2 separate regions of the Sus scrofa genome follow, and region 2 is linked to region 1. The links are chromatin contacts, called in public HiChIP or PLAC-seq maps. All regions are on one chromosome and are shown on one strand. Each heading gives the region's core, a stretch centred on a gene start, on an enhancer-like site or on the middle of the called end of the contact. The rest is flanking DNA. Distances are from core to core; before and after follow the strand shown.

Evidence for each region. HiChIP or PLAC-seq counts read pairs in DNA pulled down with a chosen protein or histone mark.
Region 2: an H3K27ac HiChIP or PLAC-seq map of skeletal muscle shows a contact between it and region 1. The contact joins the enhancer-like site here to the promoter of CNR2 in region 1. A contact is called at or near these places in 1 of 5 promoter capture datasets (liver), 10 of 47 Hi-C or Micro-C datasets (alveolar macrophages, blood, embryonic fibroblasts and 6 more) and 2 of 2 datasets of contacts at active chromatin or transcription factors (alveolar macrophages and skeletal muscle).

The regions. Positions count from the first base shown.
Region 1 is chr6:81,689,819-81,694,886 of Sscrofa11.1, reverse strand. It overlaps CNR2 (cannabinoid receptor 2), which reads left to right and starts at 2,337. Exons shown (of 2, transcript XM_021095532.1): 1 at 2,337-2,490.
Region 2 is chr6:81,812,192-81,817,259 of Sscrofa11.1, reverse strand. It overlaps MYOM3 (myomesin-3), which reads left to right. Exons shown (of 38, transcript XM_021095533.1): 27 at 1,179-1,323; 28 at 1,512-1,571; 29 at 1,968-2,035; 30 at 3,024-3,134; 31 at 5,053-5,068. Among named protein-coding and RNA genes, the nearest start is that of MYOM3, 45 kb to the left of the region's middle. Within about 2 kb of position 1,934, at least 35 of the 83 cell types and tissues checked have an H3K27ac peak or open chromatin away from gene starts, as enhancers often do. A contact at or near this core is called in alveolar macrophages, liver, skeletal muscle and 1 more, where this site is marked.

The sequences.
Region 1 (5,068 bases), core at 1,088-3,587:
CAGAGGAGGTGCATGACCAGGGTCACTTAGTCGCCTAGGTGACAAGGGAGCCGGTTGGAAATGCGGACTCTCAGGCCCAGCTCAGGCCCACTGAGTCAACATCTCTGTACCTTAATAAGCTTTCCTAGAGATTCTGATGAACTTAGCATTTGAGAAACATTGACTGGGACCAAGTTCCTCATTCCTAGTTGAAGAAATTGCTATCAGAGGAGTTCCCTGGTGGCTCAGTGGGTTAAGGATCTGCTGTTTTCACTGCTATAACTCGGGTCACTGCCATGGCTCGAGTTTGATCCCTGGCCCGTGAACTTCCACAGGCGACGGGCACAGCCAAAAAAGAAAGAAAAAAAAATTTGAGGTCAGAAAAAGAAAGTGACCAGACACTGGAGATCCTCCCCAAACAAGAATTTAAACCTAGGCCTAGCTCAATTCCAGAGACTATGCCCAAACCACTGCACCATGCTGGAGAACCTTGTGGCCCCTTACTTTCGGCTTCTGCTCCCACTAAGTACACAAGACTCTCTGTCTCATTGAATGCTTACCAACATCACTGTCAGTTTCCTTTTCCTTTTTGCCCAATTTGTTAAGTGAATCACCATGTTTTAAGCCTGCCTTATGCAGCCATCTAAAAGGATGCTTGGAGTAAAAATTTGTAAATATACACAAATACATGTCCACTTAAATATCACCACCAATATCTGCATTTAGTAAATTAAGATAATGGTATGTCAGGTTTTTAAAAGCAGAAAATAGCAACAGTTTGATGAGAATATCTCACATTGCTTGCCAGAGCATTTTGTTCTCATTGTCCCAAATTAATTCAGGCGCCAGCATCTATGTTGGAAACTGAGTCATCTGAACAGTTCAGAGGGCCTAGATGTTACTGAAGCTGCCTCCTTGAGGCTTGACGGGAGAGATACCGCCCAGGAAGTTTCATTCTTCAATCAGGCCCCAAGTGTGGTGGTGCTCTGGGCCCAACCATGGGCAGATGCATCCAGTAGATGGCAGCATCTCACAGAACAAGGACTGGGGAAGCCGACTGTCCGCTAGGAACTGAGAAAACTGACGCCTGACCATCCCATGCAGGTGCAACTAAGCTCCCGTGGGGAAAAGGAGAACAGACTTCCTGTGTGGGTCCCATCAGCCCTACCCAGGGTACCCAGGAGACTTGGAGATTCTGGACCAACTGAGCAAAAAGGGCCCTTAACCATCATCTTGTCTAGTGCTGCCGAATATGTGTCCAAGGACCAACAGAATCACCTGGGAACTTGTTAAGAATTCAGATTCCCGGGTCTCGCCCCACAATACTTTGGTCAGAAACTTGGGGTGGTGTGGGCCAGCAATCTGTTCTCACAAGCCCTTCAGGTGATTCAGATCCATTGGACGTTGCAGAAGCACCTATCATTTTAGGAGTAGGGAAATCGAGGCCAAAGGAAGTAACTTATCACATAGCCAGGCAGTGGCAGAACCACCCTGGAACCCAGATTCCCAGATTCCCAGTCCTTTTCTTTCTTTCTTTTTTTTTTTTTTTTGTCTTTTTAGGGCCATATCTGCAGCATATGGAAGTTCCCACGTTAGGGGTCAAATCAGAGCTATAGCTGCTGGCCTACACCACAGCCACAGCAACGCCAGATCCAAGCGGCACCTGCGACCTACACCATAACTCATGCAATGCCAGATCATTAACCCACTGAGCGAGGCCAAGGATCAAACCCACATCCTCATGGATACGAGTCGGGTTCTTAACCCACGGAGCCACCAGGGGAACTCCCCTACACAGTATTTTTAAAGATTTGACTTTGTGGGCAACCTTCTAAGACTGGAAGCCACTACATAAAAGTCAGGATTTCTAGTCTCGGAAAATGTGGCCCATCTTTCAAATGCTTTGACCATTGGCAATTGGGCCTGCACTCCCCAGGGGCTAGGCTTCCCTGGAGCTGAGAGGGGTGTTCCCCATTCCCCACAGCCTGCACCACTCCCTGGTGCCCCACACCGGCACTCTTCACCCATTTATGTTATCTGCCTGGTGCCTGAATGCATCTGGTTCAAAGCTCTGATCTGGAGGGGTAGAGGCATTCGTATGGAATGTCATTCTAGGTGATCTGTACCAGGCTAGTGCCTTATCCCCATTTTACAGATGAAGAAATTAAGGTTTAGGGAGGTTAAGTGAATTGCTTAAGGTCATAAGAACTGGCTGGATTAGAACCCAAATCCCGCAGCTCCAAGGACAATACCCTGGTCAGAGATCCCCATGAAAAACAGTTCAACTCCAAGGGCAAGAACGTTGTGGCACTGGGGACCCAGAGGGGAAGTTGTGACAGGGACGGAAGGCCACACTCACTCATCTGTGAGAAAGCAAAAGCAAGAGACAGCTGGTTTGGGGGCAGCAGTCCAACAGGAGCTCTGGCTGGGCCCTAGGGCCAGGCTTTAGCCACACAACTGCCAGGACTCCTCAACACCCAGCAGGGTCAGGGAGCTCAGCCACAAACAACGGTGAGTAGTTTTTCTTGCTGTTTTATTTTTTTTTTTATTTTTTTTTTTTTTTTTTTGTCTTTTTGTTGTTGTTGTTGCTATTTCTTGGGCCGCTCCTGCGGCATATGGAGGTTCCCAGGCTAGGGGTCGAATTAGAGCTGTAGCCACTGGCCTACGCCACAGCCACAGCAACTTGGGATCTGAGTTGCATCTGCAACCTACACCACAGCTCACGGCAACGCCAGATCGTTAACCCACTGAGCAAGGGCAGGGACCGAACCCGCAACCTCATGGTTCCTAGTCGGATTCGTTAACCACTGCGCCACGACGGGAACTCCCTCTTGCTGTTTTATTTGGGGATCCTTCCTCATTGCAGAAAACCTGTGTTCTTAACTTACCCCTTCCCTCCAGGGTTGGGAGAAGCTGGGTGGGCCTGCCAGGGGCCAGGAGATGGATGTCCCGTGAGGCCTCCTGAGGTTTTTGAGGGCCAGCACTGGAAGGCACAGGGCTGGTCCAATCCCTACCTTCAGACAGGTCAAGAATCAGCCCTCGGCTTTCATGTCTATCAAAGTTAGGATAGAAGGTGATGCTCACAGCCCGCAGACAGCCTCACATGTGCCAGGTGCTACTCTAAGGGCCTTTCATGATTAAATTTATTTAATCCTCACAACTGTCTACAGTAGGTGCTATTATCATTCCCCGCTCGGCAGACGGGGCCTCAGCTACTTACCTGATGTTACAAGGGCATGAAGTGAGGGTGCTGGGCTTGCACTTCGGCATCTGGCTCCACAGCTTACTTACTCTTTGACCACAAGGCTATCCTGCCTTACAAGGTACAGGCTTGAATAGCAGGTGGTGGCCAGGAAAGAACCCCAAAAGACTAGGGCTCGAAGAGATCACCTGGTGAGTCCTGGCCTTCATTTTACAGATGGGGAAACTGAGGCACAGAGAGACACGGATTGCCCAGTTGGGGCATCTCGGTAGTGTAATGTGGTCTAGTCCACGCTAGACTCAGAAGACCAGGGTCCACTTCCCTGGAGGTTCCACTCAGGGAACAGTAGTGCTGACACATGTGCACTGGGGCCAGTGTCTGGGTGTGAACCCCAGGGCTGCCTCTAGTAACCCTAGGGCCTTAGACAAATCACGCCACTTCTCTTCCAAGAAAACCTGGGCCCGAGACCATCACTCAGGCTCATGGAGGGTTGACTGGATGACGCTGGCTCCGGGATGGGGGTACCTGCATTGGGAGTGGCTGCAGAGGAGATTCTGTTCTTCACCCCACCTGCCTTTGCTCTGGATTGGAGATGAGGATAGATAAGGCCACAGGCTGTTTTGCCCTAGTATGGGTGGCATGCAGACATCTTCCAGGCATGAAGACCAGGATTGAGTTGGAGGAGGGGCTAGGGAGGAATTGGGGGAGGCCCCGGGAGATGGCATGGGCCTCAGCCAGTGAAGCAGGTCCTTTACCTTTTGGTTGGTTAACGCCAGTTTAGGGTGGGGAAATGGCAGCCCAGCTCAGCTGAGCAGAGCCCTCCAGCACCAGTCTCTTCTCTTCCCTCCTCATCTCACTGCATCTTCTCATTTTACCCCATGCTCTCGGATGTGTACAAGACATTCTTTTGTTCATTTTTATTAAAGAATGTTCAATAGGACTCTGAGCCCTCATCCTACTGGGCTGGTCAGAAGTTGAATCTGGAGTTCCCATCATGGCATAGTGGAAGCAAATCCAACTAGGAACCATGAGGTTGCGGGTTCGATCCCTGGCCTCACTCAGTGGATTAAGGATCCGGTGTTGCCGTGAGCTGTGGTGTGGGTCACAGATGCAGCTCGGATCTGGCATTGCTGTGGCCCTGGTGTAGGCCTGCAGCAACAGCTCCAATTAGACCCCTAGCCTGAGAATCTCCATATGCCATGGGGGTGGCCCTAAAAAGGACAAAAAGACAAAAAAAAAAAAAAAAAAAAGACAGAAGTTGTATCTCAGCGTGTACTGAGTTTCCCTCACCCAACCCCCACCTTCTAGCACCAGACATCAACTCTTGGGGTCTTGTAGGAGCACAAAATGACAGAAGCCACTCTGGCTCCTCCTAGGATGGATGCCCATTGTCCAAAGGGGTTTGATCCCATAAAGTTCAGCTCTGTGCACTTCTCTGGCATGCCTAGAGTTCAGATTCTTTGCCAAGACTTGAATCCACTGTGTCTTGGGTTCAACCTCCAGGGTACGCCACCCAGCAACTTCCCCCAGAGGTCCTGCTATCTCCCCAAGGCACTTTCAGGCCACAGCCCAGGTCCCCAACCCTCAAGGGACCAATGGCCTTTGGTCCCTTCCTTGGGTGGGGCCATCTCTCCTTCAAATAGTTTGTTTCTACTCCCACCCCTGCAAAAACTCCTTGAGCCAGGAGACCCCAAGGGAGCTCCTCAAAGGGAGATGGGTTGTCCTACCTTACGGAGAAGGAAAAACAAGTCTCAAAGGCAATAGGGACTCCCTCAAGATCATGCGGCCAAGGAAGAGTGGAGCCCTTGTTGAGTCCTGCTTTGTGGGCTCCAAAGCTTGGGCTGTCATCACCGAATCCTCTGGAAGACCAAGTCTCCTTCACCAATT
Region 2 (5,068 bases), core at 685-3,184, 120 kb before region 1:
CAGAAGACTCCTATTCATTCCCCGTGGGTTGTGTGCCCTTGGGCAGGTCTCTGCACCTCTCTGTGCATCAGTTTGTGCATCTGTACAATGGGGCTCGTTGCTCCAGGATCAGGAGGAGTAATTGAGAAACTAGATTGGAAAGTTCTGCATAAAGATTAAGCATGGGGAGGAGTTCCCTTCCTGGGGCAGTAGTTAACGAATCCGACTAGGAACCGTGAGGTTTCGGTTCAATTCCTGGCCTTGCTCAGTGGGTTAAGGATCCGGCATTGTCGTGAGCTGTAGGGTAGGTCACAGACCTGGCTCGGATCCCGCGTTGCTGTGGCTCTGGGGTAAGCCGGCTGCTGCAGCTCTGATTGGACCCCTAGCCTGGGAACCTCCACATGCAGTGGGTGCGGCCCTAGAAAAGACCAAAAAAAAAAAAAGATTAACAAGGGGAGTTCTCTGGTAGCCTGGAGGATTAAGGACCTGGTGTTGTCACTGCCGTGGCTTGGGTCACTGCTGTGGCACAGCTTGGATCCCTGGCCTGGAGCATCTCTGCATGCAGTAGGAGCAGAGGGAAAAACAAAGATTAATAAGCATGACCCTGGCTCTCGGTAGGAAGTATAGCAAAGCCTGGACTCAAAACGCAACGCTAAGGCTATCAGATGCCCCATAGGAAAATAAAATAAAACCAGATGGTTCCTTCAAATCATACATACAAATAAAGCCAGAGGGAGTAAGGTCTTCAATGTAGAAAAGAAAATGTTGCAAAAATGTTAGACTGTGACCGATGTAAATGAGTGTTAATTCTGGGTAGCACGTACACAGGCTTTTTCGCATTTTTCCTTTAAAGTTTTAGGGGGATTTTTTTTTTCTATCAAATTGCAAAAGAAATGGAAAACAACTTCCTGTTGGCAGCGGACCAATAGGAGGTTGGGGGCTGATGGTTAACGGCAATTAAATCAAGGACGCAGACTCTTTGCCTGCGGGGCCCCAGGGTGTTTGTTCTCAGGGGCCGGGTGTGGGGACAACCCAGTATATACAGGAGAAGGTTACTCAGGAGTCCCCCTCTCCAGTCTCTGAAGGCTTCTAATGCTGCATATATCACCCCCAAATCCCACTTCGGCCAGACTTGTGCCCCATAAATTCCCTGGGATTGGAAAAGGGCAGGAAAGACTCTCTGGGTTTGTTCTCCCCAGAACCGCAAAATCAATTTTGTCCGAGAGAAGGGCCTGGTGGAAGTTATCATCCAGAACTTGACTGAGGACGACAAAGGGTCTTACACGGCCCAGCTCCAAGATGGAAAAGCCAAGAACCAGATCACTCTGGCTCTGGTGGATGACGGTCAGCTCTGCCCTGCACCTACCCTCGCCTCCTAACCCCCACCCCCGGCCCCACCCCTGCTCCGGTGCACCCCACGCACCTGGCCTCAGCTCCCAGCCCTGAGGTCTCTGTCCACCCTGACGCCCCCACTCTAGACCCTCCAGACCCGCGTTCCTCTCAATCACGCCAGTTCCCCTCTCTCTTCACAGAGTTTGACAAACTTCTGAGGAAGGCGGATGCCAAGAGAAGAGACTGGAAGAGAAAACAGGGTAAGAACTGCCTCGGCCACCAGGCCAGCAGTCATTGCTGGGGAACCACTGGGCTAGTGGGTTAATAAACCCCTCCACCCTACTGCCCGCCCCTGCCCCCGCCCCCGCGAGGGAAGGTCACTACCATTGGATCCAGTGTTGTCCTCCTCGTGCCAGAACAAAAGAGCACTTGCTTAACCCCGAGAATGAGCGCCGCCTTAAATTTTGCACCCTAAGGGCCTCCCTTACTTCATTCACCCCAGTCCCCGCCCTGATGGGGACGGAAATCCCAAAATCCGAGCGGCCAGTGGTCACTAGATGCCCCTCTTCAGCTGCCTTCCCCTGTCTCGCCACCAGGTGGCGCCCAGGCTAAGCCTGGCGCTCTGACCGATGGTCGTGTGTGTTTGTCCCTCCCAGGTCCGTATTTCGAGGAGCCTCTGCAGTGGAAGGTCACGGAGGACTGCCAAGTGCTGCTGACCTGCAAGGCAAATCCCCGCCCCCGCCTCCAGCCCTGCCCCCAAACCAATGGGGCCAGACCTGTGGCTGTTCCCAAGCCCCTTGCCCATCTTGCCCCACTCCTGGAAACACCATGCCCTGCGCTAGTCTGTTCCCCAGCAGAGGAAGTAGCCCTAAGAATTTTGTATTTAACCAGGAAACAAAATCCCAAGGAGCCGAGTTAGAGTGAGTTAGTGGGCGGGTGTTAGGTCAGCCTTGAGCTAGATCTGCCAGCTGCTCTGGGAGGGGTTTGGGGGGGTCAGGGGTCTGAGGGTGGATTCTGAGTGTCAGTCTTGCCAGACCCTGTGCTCAGCGCTTCAGGGCATTCTTTTATCTCAACTGCCTCACAGTCATCTGTGAGAGAGGCGTTATGATTCCACTTTACCCATGAGAAAATAAGCAGAGGAATAGCTCAAGACCACACAGTAAGAGAGAGCCTTGAGCTGGGGGAGTCAGAGGGTGTCTGACTCCAAAACATTTGCTCCTTCTCAGCACCCTGCAGCCTTTTAGATACAGGGGGAGGGCACACCCCATGAAGCGTAGCCGTTCAACCAATGCAGAGCACCTACTCTGCGTTAGACATTCTGCAAGCACTGGGCGTACAAAGATGAAACAGTGGTCTCCTTAGGCCTCTAGGATCCCACGGTCCAAAGCAAGATCATGGGAGAACAGCATGCCTCCTGCTGTGATGGAGGGGTGCAAGAAATTGATTACTCATGATAAGGGGCACTCTAGGAAGGCTTCCTGGAGGAGATGAGATAGGCATTTACAGGAAAAATGGAATAGGAGAAGGATTGAGAAGCAGAGGAAACATCATTAGCGAAAGTCCAGTGTCTAGAAGCCATCAGAAGAGACAGAGAGAAGTGGGGTGGGGGGGAAATGTGGGGGGGTCACATTTACAACAAAAGTTCTGACAAACTAAGTCTTCACTTAAAAGCCAAAGCCTGAAGGGGTCTCTTGACTCGGCACCTTCCTTAGGTGACCAACACCAAGAAAGAAACCCGCTTCCAGTGGTTCTTCCAGAAGAGAGAGTTCCCAGCTGGCCAGTATGACCCGCAGACAGGAGCAGGGCTTGTCTGCATTGAAGAGGTAAGGGTAGCTCTGACTTCAGGGCTCCGCCTCCAGGCAGTGCCCGGAGCACAGGGCGGGGAGTCAGGAGAGGGCAAGGCAAGCAGGCACTCAACTCATGCACAGACTTTAGGGGGCGCTAAAATCTCAGTGATCAAGATAAATAATTCATTTCATGCAATCATTTTAAAAATCAAAAGGAATGCCAAACAAAGACTATAGAGAAAACAATGCCAAAAGTTTAAAGACAGGCTCAATAATACTGATTTTTCCTCTCATTTGGATTTCACTCCTGGCCCTGCCACTGACTGTGTAGCCTTGGGCTAGTCACTGTCCCTCTCTGACCTCAATTTTCATCTATAACTCGAGCAAGTCAAAAGGGACGCTCTCTCATATATTCCTTCCTGCCCCTGCAGCCTGAGATGTGGGATAGGAAGGCTGTCTCTATGAAACAGTCTGGGCTAGAGCAGAGCAGGCCTGGAGGTTCCCAGGTTAGGGGTTGAATCAGAGCTGCAGCTGCCGGCCTAAGCCACAGCCACAGCAACACCAGATCCAAGCCAAGTCTGCGACCTACACAGCTCACGGCAACACCGGATCCTTTAACCCACTGAGCAAGGCCAAGGATCAAACACATGTCCTCATGGGTGCTTAAACTGCTGAGCCACGATGGAAACTCCCTGGAGCTCACTTCTCCAACCCACGTCCACCTCATGGCCCTTGGAGGAGTGAGACCTGGTTAAGAGATAAATACAAGCCTTATTCTTAAGCATTCGGTGTTTTTCCGCCCTACCACTGATTTCTGTAGCCTCCCTATGTGCCAAGGACTGCGGTAAATGCAGGATTGCTGACGAGGAAGGAATCGTGGTTTCAGGGTCCCGTCCCAAATCCCAGCCAAGATGATGCCAATTTGGCCTTTGTCATCACCGTGCAAACTCCTGGCACAGGGCTTGGCCTCAAGTGGGTGCTTAATAGCTACGGAGTCTTGTCATAATTATCTGGCGTATTGGTGCACAACTTTCTGGCTTTTGAAGTGTCCTCTCCCTCGATCCCCACAACGACCGCAGATAGTGCCTAAGCCAGGGCCAAGGCTGTGCCCCCAGAGGCCCAGAGGGTTTAAATACCAAGATTCAAGGCTAGAGAATCGGTCCAGAAATCTCTCCAGTCGCCCTCCCCAGGGTTTGGCTGGAACTTTGGAGCCTTCACTGAGGGTGGGGGGAAGGGACATAGGACAGGACTCTTGGGGTTTTCAGCCTTCGATCCCCATATTAAGAGATGCCTCTGCCTTGGATCCTGCTCAAAGCACCCTATGTAGAGATGGTCAGGGTGGGAAGGGTGTTTTGAGGGGACAGGGAGGCAGAATATCACCCCCACCCCAGGCCCCAAAGGAGATGCTGTATCATGAGAGGGCACCGTTGACCTCTGACCTTGCTCTCGAAGCACAGCCCAGCTTTGCTGAGTGTGGATTGAGGCTTTACTTGGGGTTGACAAGCATGTGCTAAGAAGGATCCCCTTGTCCTGAGCAGAAAAAAGCACCTTCCTTCTGCGAGGGCAGAAAGGTCCTTCCATCTGGGGGCCACAGGGAGCAGAGCAGCTCAGGGGGAGGGTGTGCTCCGCTCAACGCAGCTCTGCAAGGGGGGCTCGCTCTGCTCTACTCAAAGCAGCTCCCTGAAAATCCACCTGCGGTTTCCAGCCGCAGACTCCCCTTCCTGCCCCCAGGCCCAGATAAGCCATGAGCTTGGGATCAAAGGCTCTGGAGGAGAAAGGAGCCTTACACATCACCCATTGCACGTGCGTAAACTGAGGCCCAGGGAAGAGAAGCCTCTTGCTTGAGGTCACACACAGAGTTGGGACAGGCCTGGAGCCCAGGCCTCCCGAACTGCTGCCCATCGCTCCTTCTGGAACCCAGGCCAGAAACACCTTCTCTCGTCCTTCTTTCCAGCTGTCCAAGGAGGACA